Regions from separate parts of the Mus musculus genome. Here region 2 is linked to region 1. Evidence: chromatin contacts called from public capture Hi-C data. All regions are on one chromosome and are shown on one strand. Each heading gives the region's core, a stretch centred on a gene start, on an enhancer-like site or on the middle of the called end of the contact. The rest is flanking DNA. Distances are from core to core; before and after follow the strand shown. Region 1 overlaps Styx (serine/threonine/tyrosine interaction protein). Region 2 overlaps Fermt2 (fermitin family member 2).

Region 1 (6,154 bases), core at 608-3,107:
AAGGTAGGGAGAAAGAGAAGGTAGAAAGAGAGAGAGACCGGCCATGGCCACGTTGGGGGGGGGGGGGGCTAGAGAGTAAGAAAGGTGAGAGCTTAAAGAGAGGGAGGATGGGCCACTTTGTCGACCAGGCTGGCCTCGAACTCAGAAATTCACCTGCCTCTGCCACAGCTCCAGCTGAGTGCTGGGATTAAAGGCATCCGGAGCAAGCCTCATTCAACCAAAATAGGCAGCCTATCACAGCCCCACATCTCCTTTCCTTTTTTCTTTTTTCTTTTTTTTTTAAAGGGAGGGGTCACTGAGTGACTGTGTCATTCATGGTAAAAATTTAGGGTAGGGTGGAAGTATTAGAAGAAAACCTAGAGGAGTAGCACAACTAAGCCAGAGCAGTAAGGAGGATGACAGGTAAGGATTGGGAAGGCAAGAGATTATCAGTCAATTGTTTCATGGGTAGGACAATTTGAGTGTAATAACATCAGTTTTGAACAGCAATTAATTAATCTAGATAGACTTGATTTTGTTTGTTTGTTTTGCTATCATGTAACTTCCCCCAAGTTCTGCAGGCGTTTGGCTTCGGCTGGAGGATCTTAAAACTGTCTTCTGAGGGCTTCAGCACATGATTCGGGAGTCTTCAGTCAGATAAGGTTTTGGGAGAAAGGCAGCTTTGTTGTCTGTAGGTCTCAGAAGATGGCGCTGTCTCAGCTGGAGCTGTGGCAGCAGGTACCATGTGGACATAGACCTGTAGAGTAATTGTAACAGAGGAGCAGAACCCCAGCAGGGGATGTCTGCGTAGGGTGGATAGCAAACACTATGCCTGCAATTGTTTGTTTGGGAGCACATCATGGTCCCTTGTTAGGATCCTAGAAAACTGAGGGTGTTTGAGGGATTTAGTCCTGGAAGGCAGGCATCCTTCAAGTCTGCTTTGGATGGCTGAGGAAGAAAATATGTTAATTGTGTATCTGGGGTACACAGTAACAGATTGTCAAAGGAAACTGTTAATTAAGGGTTGGATGTTGGTAATCAGCCCAGTTGATTTGACCTGTGGAAGTAGATTAGATGTCTTTTGAACCTTAAAGGAAATCTTAAACACGTTGAAAGATTTTTTTGGACATATATCATGAATACTAGAGCGAAAATAAGCATTTAAATAAAGAAGCAAGAAAATTTTGGGTTGAAAAGCAAGATTTAGGTGTTCCTGCAGGGGGAGGGGAGCAAAGCCTCCGGTGCAGCTTTGGCGGGCTTAGCTGGATGGGGGAAGGGGCATGCCATGAGGTTGCCATGTGCTGACAGGTTTTCCCCCTTTGTTTTTTCTTGGAAAGCAGAAGGAGATGAAAATTGAAAAAAAGATTAGCATAGAGGGTTGTTTGAAAGGCTTTTTAGCCAATGTGGCTATAGCCTGTTGGCCAGTGTGAGAGCACGAATCTTGTCCTCTGGCCTGCAGAGACCTCAGAACCTCATGCCAGCTGGCAGAGGAAACAGAGCTCAGAGCAAACACTGCTGTCTGAGGAGGCAGAGTTTAGAGCAGGCACTGCCAGAGTTCCGGTGCTCTGGGCAGGCGGACACGGGAGGACTGCCGCATGCTTTCTCCATGGCCCCAGGTGGCTGGCTGGCAGTGTGAAGCCACTGATCCCAGCTCAGCGGGTAGTGGACGAGGGACAGTCCTAGACACCAGGTTCCCAGCCTCCGGCATCCCACGCTGGATACCATGGAGGAGCTGAGAACAAATGGGGGCCCCGGGCGGCTTGGTCAGCTCCCAGCTCCGAGGCCGAAGGGAGAAGAGGATGCTTGATGGTTCCCACACAGGCTAGAGTCCTTGGTAGTCCTTGGTCGAGTCTGTGGTTGAAGCATAGGAAGGCCTTCTGGCGGGAGGTTAGACGAGGCTAGTTAGGGGCAAGCCTATCCCATTGTTCAAGCACCACAGGCCTTGATGAGCAGAGACAGTCTATGGTTTTAGAGCTTTATTGTAGAAAGGCTGGGAGAGAGAAGATAGAGAGACCAGCCATGGGGGGTTGGGGGGGGAGAAGAAGGGCTAGAGAGTAAGAAAGGTGAGAGCTTAAAGCGAGGGAGGATGGGCCAAGCAGCTCCTTTTATAGTGGGCTGGACTATCAGGTAACTGTGGGAAGGAGCATACCTAGCTATAGTCAGGTAACTGAATAGGTGGAGTCTATTCAGAATGCCAGAAGCTTGGGACATTGTCTGTGTGACTGGTAGTCACAGAATTATGGAGTTGGGGGCTGTGTGGTGTCAGGCACGTGACTCGCTTTTCCGTCCCTTTTAGAGGTTTTTTTTTTTTTTTTTTTTTTTTTTTTTGGTTTTTTGAGACAGGGTTTCTCTGTGTAGCCCTGGCTGTCCTGGAACTCACTTTGTAGACAGGCTGGCCTTGAACTCAGAAATCCGCCTGCTTCTGCCTCCCAAGTGCTGGGATTAAAGGCATGCGCTACCACTGCCCGGCATAAAACCTTTTTAAAAAAATAACTATGACACCTTAGTAGTAGCACACAATCCCAACGCTGGGGAGGCAAAGTTCTAGACAGCTAGAGCTACATAGAAAAAGAAAAGAAAAAGAAAAAATGAATTTTTTTAAAGGGGTGTGAAGTATGAGAGGTGGAAGTAGAGTCTCTGTCCTGGAGGAATATGGGGAAACAATGGAAGATATAATCAAAATATACTGTACGCATCTATTGAAATTCTCAAAATAACAAATAATTATGTTAAAATAGATACAAATTTTTCATAGTAAAAATATACAGGGAAATGGAGCTCATAGAATAAAGAGTAGCTTAAAAACTCAAACTGTTAGCTGGGTGGTGGTGGTGGTGCATGCTTTTAATCCTAGTACTTTGGAGGCAGAGGCAGAGGCAGGTAGACTCTAGAGTTTGAGGTTAGCCTGGTCTACAAATCAAGTTCCAAAGCAGTTAGAGCTACACAGAAAACTATCATGAAAAAAACAAAGTCAAAATTTTAATACACAGATATCACATGATAGATGAGTTGCTTACATGAAAGATAAATGCAATGGAAATGTAGTTAAGAATGATAGCTTATTATAAACAAAGAGATGAAATGTTATTTTTATTTTAAAACTTTAAGTTTTTGTCTGGAGATTTATCTAAGAGTATAATCACCATAAACTTTGTTTTCAGATATTTAGTTTTGGATATTGCTGATAATCCAGTTGAAAACATAATACGTTTTTTCCCTATGGTAAGTATCGGTATTTTTATATCACTTAAAAATTTATGATTTGGACCTAATAATTTAGATTGTAGAACTATTTATGCTGCTTTATCACTGAAAAAAAAATGTAGGCTTTACTTTATAATGAAAGTGAAATATTGCCTGGCAGTGGTAGTGCATGCCTTTAATCCCAGTATTTGGGAGGCAGAGGCAGGTGGATTTCTGAGTTCGAGGCCATCCTGGTCTGCAGAGTGAGTTCCAGGACAGCCAAGGGCTACACAGAGAAACCCTGTCTCGAAAAATAAAACAAGAAAGGAAGGAAGGAAGGAAAGGAAGGAAGGAAAGGAAGGGAGGGAGGGAGGGAGGGAGGGAGGGAGGGAGGGAGGGAGGGGGAGAGAGAGAGAGAGAGAGAGAGAGAGAGAGAGAGAGAGAGAGAGAGAGAGAGAGAGAGAGAGAAAGAAGGTCTTTAAAAAAAAACCTTTAAAAGTTGTATCACTGAAGGTTTGTTATTGTTGTTAATACTTATGTGCGTTGCCTGAATGTGTGCATGTGTGTCACATGGGTACAAGAGCCCATAGAAATCAATAGTGTTGGGTCCTCTAGAACTGTAGGTAGGGATGGTTAGGAGCCATCATAGGAGTTCTAGGAACCTCCCCTGGCCTTCTGCACAGGCAGTGGACAAGTGCTTTTCACCACTGAGCCATCTCACCAGTCTCTTCATCAAGGTTTTTTTTTTTTTTTTAATTGTATTACATGTTTTGTGTTTGTGCTCATGCATGTACACACACTTTGTGTGCCATGGTGTCACTATGAAGATGAGAGGACAGCTTTTGGAGTCTGTTCTTTCTACCATGTGTTCCAGGATAGAACTTGGGTCATCAGACTTGTTGATTAGGTGCCTTTACCTGCTGAGCCATCTTGCCAGCCCAAGAATTGTGTTTTTTAAAGATTAGGTGTTTCTCTGTAACTTTCAGCCTCCTTTTGTTTTATTGTATAATATATTCATCTTACTCTACATGCTTTTTGTAACATGTTCTCTCTTACCTCAGACTAAAGAGTTTATTGATGGAAGCTTACAAAATGGAGGTAAGTAATTTTTTTTCTGTTATTAAACATTTATATCTACATGTATGGATGTGCACTACATGTGTGCCTGGGGCCTGTAGAGGCCAGAAATGTTCGTCTGATCCTGTATAACTAGAATACAGATAGTTGTGAGCTGCCCTGTGGGTCTGAGAATCAAACCTGGTCCTCTGCAAGAGCCACAAGCGTTCTGAACCACTAAGCCATCTCTCCGGGCAATAGCATTTGTTTTATTTTTAGGAGTTTTTGTTACAATAACCTTTTAGTTGATATCTTTTCTAAATGTAGGATAGAGAAATTCTATATTTATATGATAGATGATATTCAAATGTATATTTTCCCAGCTACTTAATATCATCTTATGCTTTTTAAAATTTTTCCACTGAACTACTTTCATTTTCCCCTAAAATCTGTTGTATTCTCTACGTAATTAAAATAAAGCCTTGAAAATTAATAACTAAGTGGCAAGTACAGGAAATAAACTATCTAAGGAAGATTCACCTTAGCCTGATATGTGGCTTTAGTATATTTTACATTCACATTCGAAATCTTATTTTTTTAGATGATTAACTATTTTTCAAAATTTTTCAGGAAAAGTTCTTGTCCATGGGAATGCAGGTATCTCTAGAAGGTATGAAGATAGATAACCTTTGTTTCTTGTGTTTAGTTATGAGTTGTATATTCTAACTGTTTCTCTGTCTTCAGTGCTGCCTTTGTCATTGCATACATCATGGAGACGTTTGGGATGAAATACAGGTAAGCTAACACACTCAAACCTAGCAACAGTTCACGCTCACTTAAACAGACTTAATAAAATAGTTGGGAATTTAAAGTTTAATATAGATAGATATTTTATAAATAGTCATAGTTGGTTAGGCAAAACTGGAAAACTACTTGCCATTAGGGAATTGATTAGTTTCGGCTTAAAAACTCTATAGATACAAATGTTGGTGTTTATTTTACTTCAAGTTGACATTACTGGGTATAGTAGAATATGCCTGTAATCAAAATACTCAGCAGAGTAAAGTAGGAGTACTGCAAATTCAAGGTGCAGATCAAGACCCTGTCTAAGAAAAGAAATAAGTAAGTAGGAATTGTGTATATCACTCTCTTACATATAAATCAGGGTGATCTTTCACACTAAAAATCACTTCTTACAATCAGTACATACATTTTTAAAGAGAGGAAGACCTAAGACCTTCATAATAAAAATCAAACTAGTATACAGTATTACCTTTCTTAGTCTTTTTTTTTTTTTTGATCCACTTATTTCTTTTTTTATTAGATATTTTCTTCATTTACATTTTAAATGCTATCCCCAAAGCCCCCACCTCCCCCACCCACTCCTGCTTCCTGGCCCTGGCATTGCCCAGTACTGGGGCATATGATCTTTGCAAACCTTTCTTAGTCTTTTTTTTTTTTTTTTTAAGATTTATTTATTATTATATGTAAGTACACTGTAGCTGTCTTCAGACACACCAGAAGAGGGAGTCAGATCTTGTTACAGATGGTTGTGAGCCACCATGTGGTTGCTGGGATTTGAACTCTGGACCTTCGGAGGAGCAGTCGGGTGCTCTTACCCACTGAGCCATCTCACCAGCCCCCCTTTCTTAGTCTTAAGAGAGCTAGAAATCCTGTCCACTCTATATCACTTCCAAACAGAAAACTTCATGTGGCTGGAGAAATGATTGAGGACCTGGCTTCAGTACCCAGCACTACCTGGAGGCTTATAACTTTGTTAACAGTTTCAGGGAATTCAACAGTCTTTTCTGTTCCCCTGCAGAACACACACACACACAATACAAGTAAAGCTCTTATATACATAGTTGTTTTTTAAGTAGTTGCCTCTGACAGATTTAGGCAGGGTAGAAAAGCTGTCAGTCACCCATTGATGAAC
Region 2 (5,442 bases), core at 2,373-4,872, 130 kb after region 1:
CTACACATATACAGGAAATCATGATGAGCGAAGGAGGAGACGATGGGGGAGGAGAAACAAGGGTGGGGATGGGGCGGGGAATGAGTAGAGCACAATAATACATACGTAGGAAAATGTCATATGGAGCTCGAGACTTTGTACAGCTAGCAATGCAAACAAAATTAATACAGCAGATTTTAGTTACATAACTAAGAAGCAAGGGTTTTTCTTTTCGAGATAGGGTCTCCTTCACTGTGTAGCCTTGGCTGGACTGAATTCACTATGTGGACCAAGCTGGCCTTGAACCTATAGCAATCTGTCTGCCTCTGTCTCCGAGTGCTGTGATTAAAGGTATGTACCTCCATGGCTTCATTCTTATGTATTTATTATGTATTCTTATGTATTTATGTATTTAAGATGTAATATTAGCTCACCCCCATGTGTGGCTTTTGGATCTTATGCCTCATTACTAGCTGGCTATGTTCAGAAACCCGGAAGATATTTCAGGTGATTGATCTGATCTCTATTTACTTAATATAAATGAATCGTCATTATTCTCCTAGACTACTTTTCCTTTTTCATACAAATATGTGGTGTGTATGTCTGTAACCATGTATGTGTGGACATGCATGGTGTGTATATATGCATGTGGAGGTCCTATGTTGGTGCCAGGAATCTTCCTCCAGCATTTTTCTACCTTATTTACTGAAGGAGAGTTTTTACATCAAATTCAGAAATATGGCTAAGTCTCAGTAGCCAGCTTGCTCGAGATGTCTTTGCCATCCCTATCTTGTACAGGCTAGTTACCAGGCCCATTCAAAATGCAGACATGCTCTGTAGATTCAACTCTAGACCCTCTGTGGGTACAGCATGTGCTCCCCACTGCTGAGCTATCCGCAGCCCACAGAATACTTAAGGAACAAATGTAACATCTGACTGACCTTACATGGTGGCCCTCCTGACTGAGTTCGATTGGCATGAGAGCATGGATATAGAAGACTAGTGAAGCACTCCTTTGGGCCTGTGTGTGAGGGCATTTCTGTGAGGATTAACTAAGGGGGAAGTAGCTGTCTAGAAGGTGGCTGGCCCAGAGCCTGAATGGAAATCAGAAGAAACAAAGAAGAAAGTCCACTGCACAAGCATTCTCCCTGCTCCACGCCATGATGGATGGAAACTGATGTCCCAATAGACGGCTCTCCCTTTCAGCTGTTTCTCTCACATATGTCATGCTCACAGTGACTAACCTTCAACACACTTAGATGTTTATGAGCTGTGCTCTTAATTCTCAGTGCACCCTTGGATTTAAATGCGATCACTGCCACATATGGAGAAGAGAGGGACATGAGAAAATGTCATGCTGGGCTTGAGAGATGGTTCAGCAGTTGAGAACACGTACTGCTCTTGCAGAGGACCGGAGTTTAGCGCCCACATCAGGCAGCTCACAATCACCTTTAACACAGGTACAGGGGGATCTAACTCCTCTGGTCTGAGGGAACCTGTACTCATGTGCACATACCCCAAAACAGATAGAAAAATACATAACTAAACATAAAAAATCTTTTGAAAAAGGAATTTTAAGCTTACTTCATACTTTAGTACTAAGTGGGGGCCAGGTAGGTTGGTGGTGATGGCAAGCTTTCTCCCCCCATAGTTGTTTCCCCTTAGATAAACTACATTAGAATATGGGAAAAATCCAAAATATCGGAGGGCACCAAATGAGTCACAGGCGAGCTGTGACACACTTCCACCACTTCTGTGTCACTGACCAGCTGGAGAGGGGAAGGCAAGCATGTGTCATCTGAAGTCTTAAGTGTTTCTGGAATGTTTCCTAGGTTCTGAGAATTTCTGCACTGCACATTCGTACGTTGAGATTTTTGTCTCTAAGTCATTTCCTGTCCAGCTCACAGCTATAAATGTAACTAAGACAGCAACAATGAACTATGAAGTAACTTTTCAGTCTATTATAAGCAGACAAGTAATTCTTAACCAACTGGGCCAAGGCAAACTGCTTGTCCAGTCAAAATAGTAAACAATGTCAAACTGACTGATAATCTAGATGGGCTAGAAACTGTAACAATATGCCTGGAGACCTTCCCTCTCCAGTGTTCTCTGGCGCTTAGCACACGCAGGAGCTTGTTCTGATAAAAGCTCTAAACATTGAGTTTTATTCCTACTTCTTACAGAAGCTTAGGAGCTTGCCTCAATCTATCTCCTGCTTATTGACAGTCCCACCCTTGATCTGCATAAGCCGCTGGCTGCACAGGAAATCTGATGAGTTGACTTTCATTTTATTATAATGATGACAAGAAGAAAACCCAATCATTCCTGCAGGGGACTATCTTACTAAGGAAAGGACATTTAGAATTTACTGATTTATGGGCTAAAGAGATACCTCAGAGATTAAGAGCTCATACTGCTTTTGTAGAGGACCCAAGTTCGTTCCTGGCACCCATGCCAGATGGCTCACGACTGCCTGTAACTTTAGTTTCCAGGGAATCCAACACCCTCTTGTGGTCTCCATGGGTACTACGGCACTTACATGCATAAACTGGCACGCAGATACACATCTACACATTCTACTTTACATTTTTAGAATAGAAATATAACCTACTGACTTTACTTTGTGTCTTTTTTCAGGAACTGGTACATCTAAAACATCTAAGTTAAGTACAAGAGTGGGACTGGAGAACAATATAGGACTATGAGTCATGAAAATGTTAGACATAAAACATACCATCCCAGTGAATAATAGACATAATAATAACATAGCTGACATTCATGAGGCTCCATACAGAGCAATGTCCTTGCTCGTATTGCCACCATATGAAACTATATGACAGTGGCATTTAATGCTTATGAAATCAGTATTATCAAACTGACTGATAATCTAGATGGACTATATAAATATTGTACGTGTATGTGTAACACAAGTGCATATATATGTGAAATTATAGGGCCTAGAGATAGAGAAACTAAGAATGAATCTACCATGGGTGTCTGAGGAAAATAATTTTAGATTTCCTTCAAAGAAAACATTTCTTGTGAGTTTCTGATTAAGTATAAAGAGTCTACGCATCCATTGTTTTAATTTTTCCAAAATGACAAAGAAATACCTGCTGATAAAGGGGAGGGGGGCACAGCAGCATCAAGAGGTCCACGTAATGGGATACGTTTATAATACCAGCATTTGAGAAGCTGAGGCATCAGGATGTCTGCAAGTTCAAAGCCAGCCTAAGTCTAGGCCACAAAGCAGGATCTTGTTTCCAAGAAACAAAACTATGATATCAAATACAAACCAAATAGTGAGAAGAAATAAGCCAGACAGATCAGCAGGAACTGGCTGGCCAATGTGGTGAAGCATCGAGAGGAGAGACAGGCAAGGCCCACTGACTCACTGGGTCACAAGCTAGGAGCGAAGAAACAGCAAAACCAAAGCACTGTAGATGGAAGCACACTTTGCCACAGTCTCCTGCTCCATTACTGTGGTAAATCCACCCCACCTGCCTATATGATCCAGTCAACAGAAACCTTAACAGTGCAGGATAATGAGCTAATGAGCTGAAAAACTCAGTGTGGTGACTTGGCTCCCTGAGGCAGGGCAGTGGGCTAAGCCCCACCCAAACCTCCCTATTAGAAATCCAGGGTGCATCATCACAGAACTGTGAATGTCACTTAAAGAAAGGCTTCAAGGAGAGAGACTCCAGGGGCAAACCTTGCTTTACATTTCAACAATGTGGGACATTGCCGTGAAGGTTACTAAGCAGCTGATCTTAGGGAGAGAGATGGGTTATCTGGATGGGTCCAATATAATCACATCGTCCTTTATATACAAAAGAGAGGCTGAAGAAAGAGGCACAAGAGAGACGAGGCAGGAGAGAGCGGATGAACTTGAGAACTCAGAAGGTCTCAGGAACGATGGTGGGGAGCCTTGGGACCTTATTCCTACAACTACAAGGAACCAAACTGTGCCATGAAGAACTCCCTCTCAAGAGTGTTGAGGAGGGAACAAAGACCTAGGTGAGTCACGCTGCTGTGCCCAGACCTTCAGCCTAAATATAAAAATTCTGTGTTGTTTTCAGCTGCTAAACTTATGGTATTTCCTCATGGTGGCAATGAAATACTAACAGTTTCAAATATAAAAGTCAGAGATATACATACATAGCTCAGTAGTAGAGTTCATTTATGCACAAAACAAGCAATAAGGAGAAGCATGGTAGGAGTATAAAATGAAACTACTTCAATAAACACACTAATAAAGATGAGAGAAGGGCCTCTGTGAGAGATGACAGGGCATCAAAGAAGCAGAAACTAAGAGGTTTGGATATTAACAGCAGGGGAGGGGGTTCTATGCGTCGTCACTATTCTACTGAGGTACAACTGTATTCCGGTGGTCTTAAATCTATTGACCATCTGTGCAACAAACACTCTGGGGAAATACAAACAGTGAGAACTAAAGTGTGGTGCCACTCTAGTATAGAAGACAAGCAGTTATTACTAAGAGGATCAACCCAAGAACACCGCCCAACAGCACACACCAAAGGCGAATGATCAAACTCGGGAGAAGAACTAGCAAGGAAACAGTAACATGAGAATCAGGCCCTCTGGAGTCTCCAGAGTAACAGACGGAAATAAATCCCTAACCAAGGGACATTGCTATGGAATTTCAAGACAGAAGAGTAAAGATCCTACAAGCTTCCAAGGAGAAGCAGCAGTCCACAAAGAAGAGATGAAAATGAACATCAGAGCACTGACTGGAGAGATGGCTAACTGGTGAGGAGCAGTGGCTGCTCTTGAAGAGGAACCAAGCAGAGAAAATATGGCCCATAACTCTGAGTGAAGGAAAAGGGGAGGAGGCAGGAAGGGAGCAGAAATTATCCAGATGAAGCACCAGCCACTAACAACAGGAGCTACTCCATGTATAGTGTGTGTGCCTTTAAATGGAGAAATAATCGTAATGAAGAGAAAAAGGAAAGATTCAAATAAATAATAAAATCAAACTTCTGGTGATGAAAACATACTTGCTATGGTAAATACACGGGGCAGGCTAGTTAGCAGACTGGCAGAGGAATGACTAATGAACTTGAAGATGTAACAAGAGACAGTATTAAAAATAAGACACTTATGCATCACTAAAAGGAAACAGAAAGCATACGCACAGAATAACAGACATTTCTGGAATCGTGTCAACCAGAAAACAACTTAAAGACAACAATTACCTGAGGGAGAGAAAGCTCAGATTCTTCAGCTATAGTGTATTTCAAAAATAAAGGCAAAAGTCAAGATTTAAAAAAAATAAAGAAGTAAAACCCTATACATACCAGTTTCATATCTATTGCTGTGATAAAACAATCTAATCAAAAACAACTTATAGAAGAAGGGGTTTATTTGGGTTACATTTCCAGGTTATGGTCTGTAACTGCAGAAGTGTCTCAGAGTCAGTGAAAGAACCTAGTGGGGAAACCC

Evidence for each region. Capture Hi-C pulls out chosen DNA fragments and counts their contacts.
Region 2: a capture Hi-C map of embryonic stem cells shows a contact between it and region 1, with 2.5 times the contacts expected there. The contact joins two enhancer-like sites. A contact is called at or near these places in 1 of 484 Hi-C or Micro-C datasets (nephron progenitors) and 2 of 9 other capture datasets (adipose tissue and embryonic stem cells).

Annotation. Positions count from the first base shown.
Region 1 is chr14:45,363,459-45,369,612 of GRCm38.p6, forward strand. It overlaps Styx (serine/threonine/tyrosine interaction protein), which reads left to right. Exons shown (of 11, transcript NM_019637.3): 5 at 3,141-3,201; 6 at 4,224-4,260; 7 at 4,849-4,888; 8 at 4,963-5,013. Among named protein-coding and RNA genes, the nearest start is that of Styx, 15 kb to the left of the region's middle. Within about 2 kb of position 1,858, at least 46 of the 459 cell types and tissues checked have an H3K27ac peak or open chromatin away from gene starts, as enhancers often do. A contact at or near this core is called in embryonic stem cells, where this site is marked.
Region 2 is chr14:45,490,404-45,495,845 of GRCm38.p6, forward strand. All of the region lies in intron 3 of Fermt2 (fermitin family member 2), which reads right to left. Among named protein-coding and RNA genes, the nearest start is that of Fermt2, 37 kb to the right of the region's middle. Within about 2 kb of position 3,623, at least 9 of the 459 cell types and tissues checked have an H3K27ac peak or open chromatin away from gene starts, as enhancers often do. A contact at or near this core is called in embryonic stem cells, where this site is marked.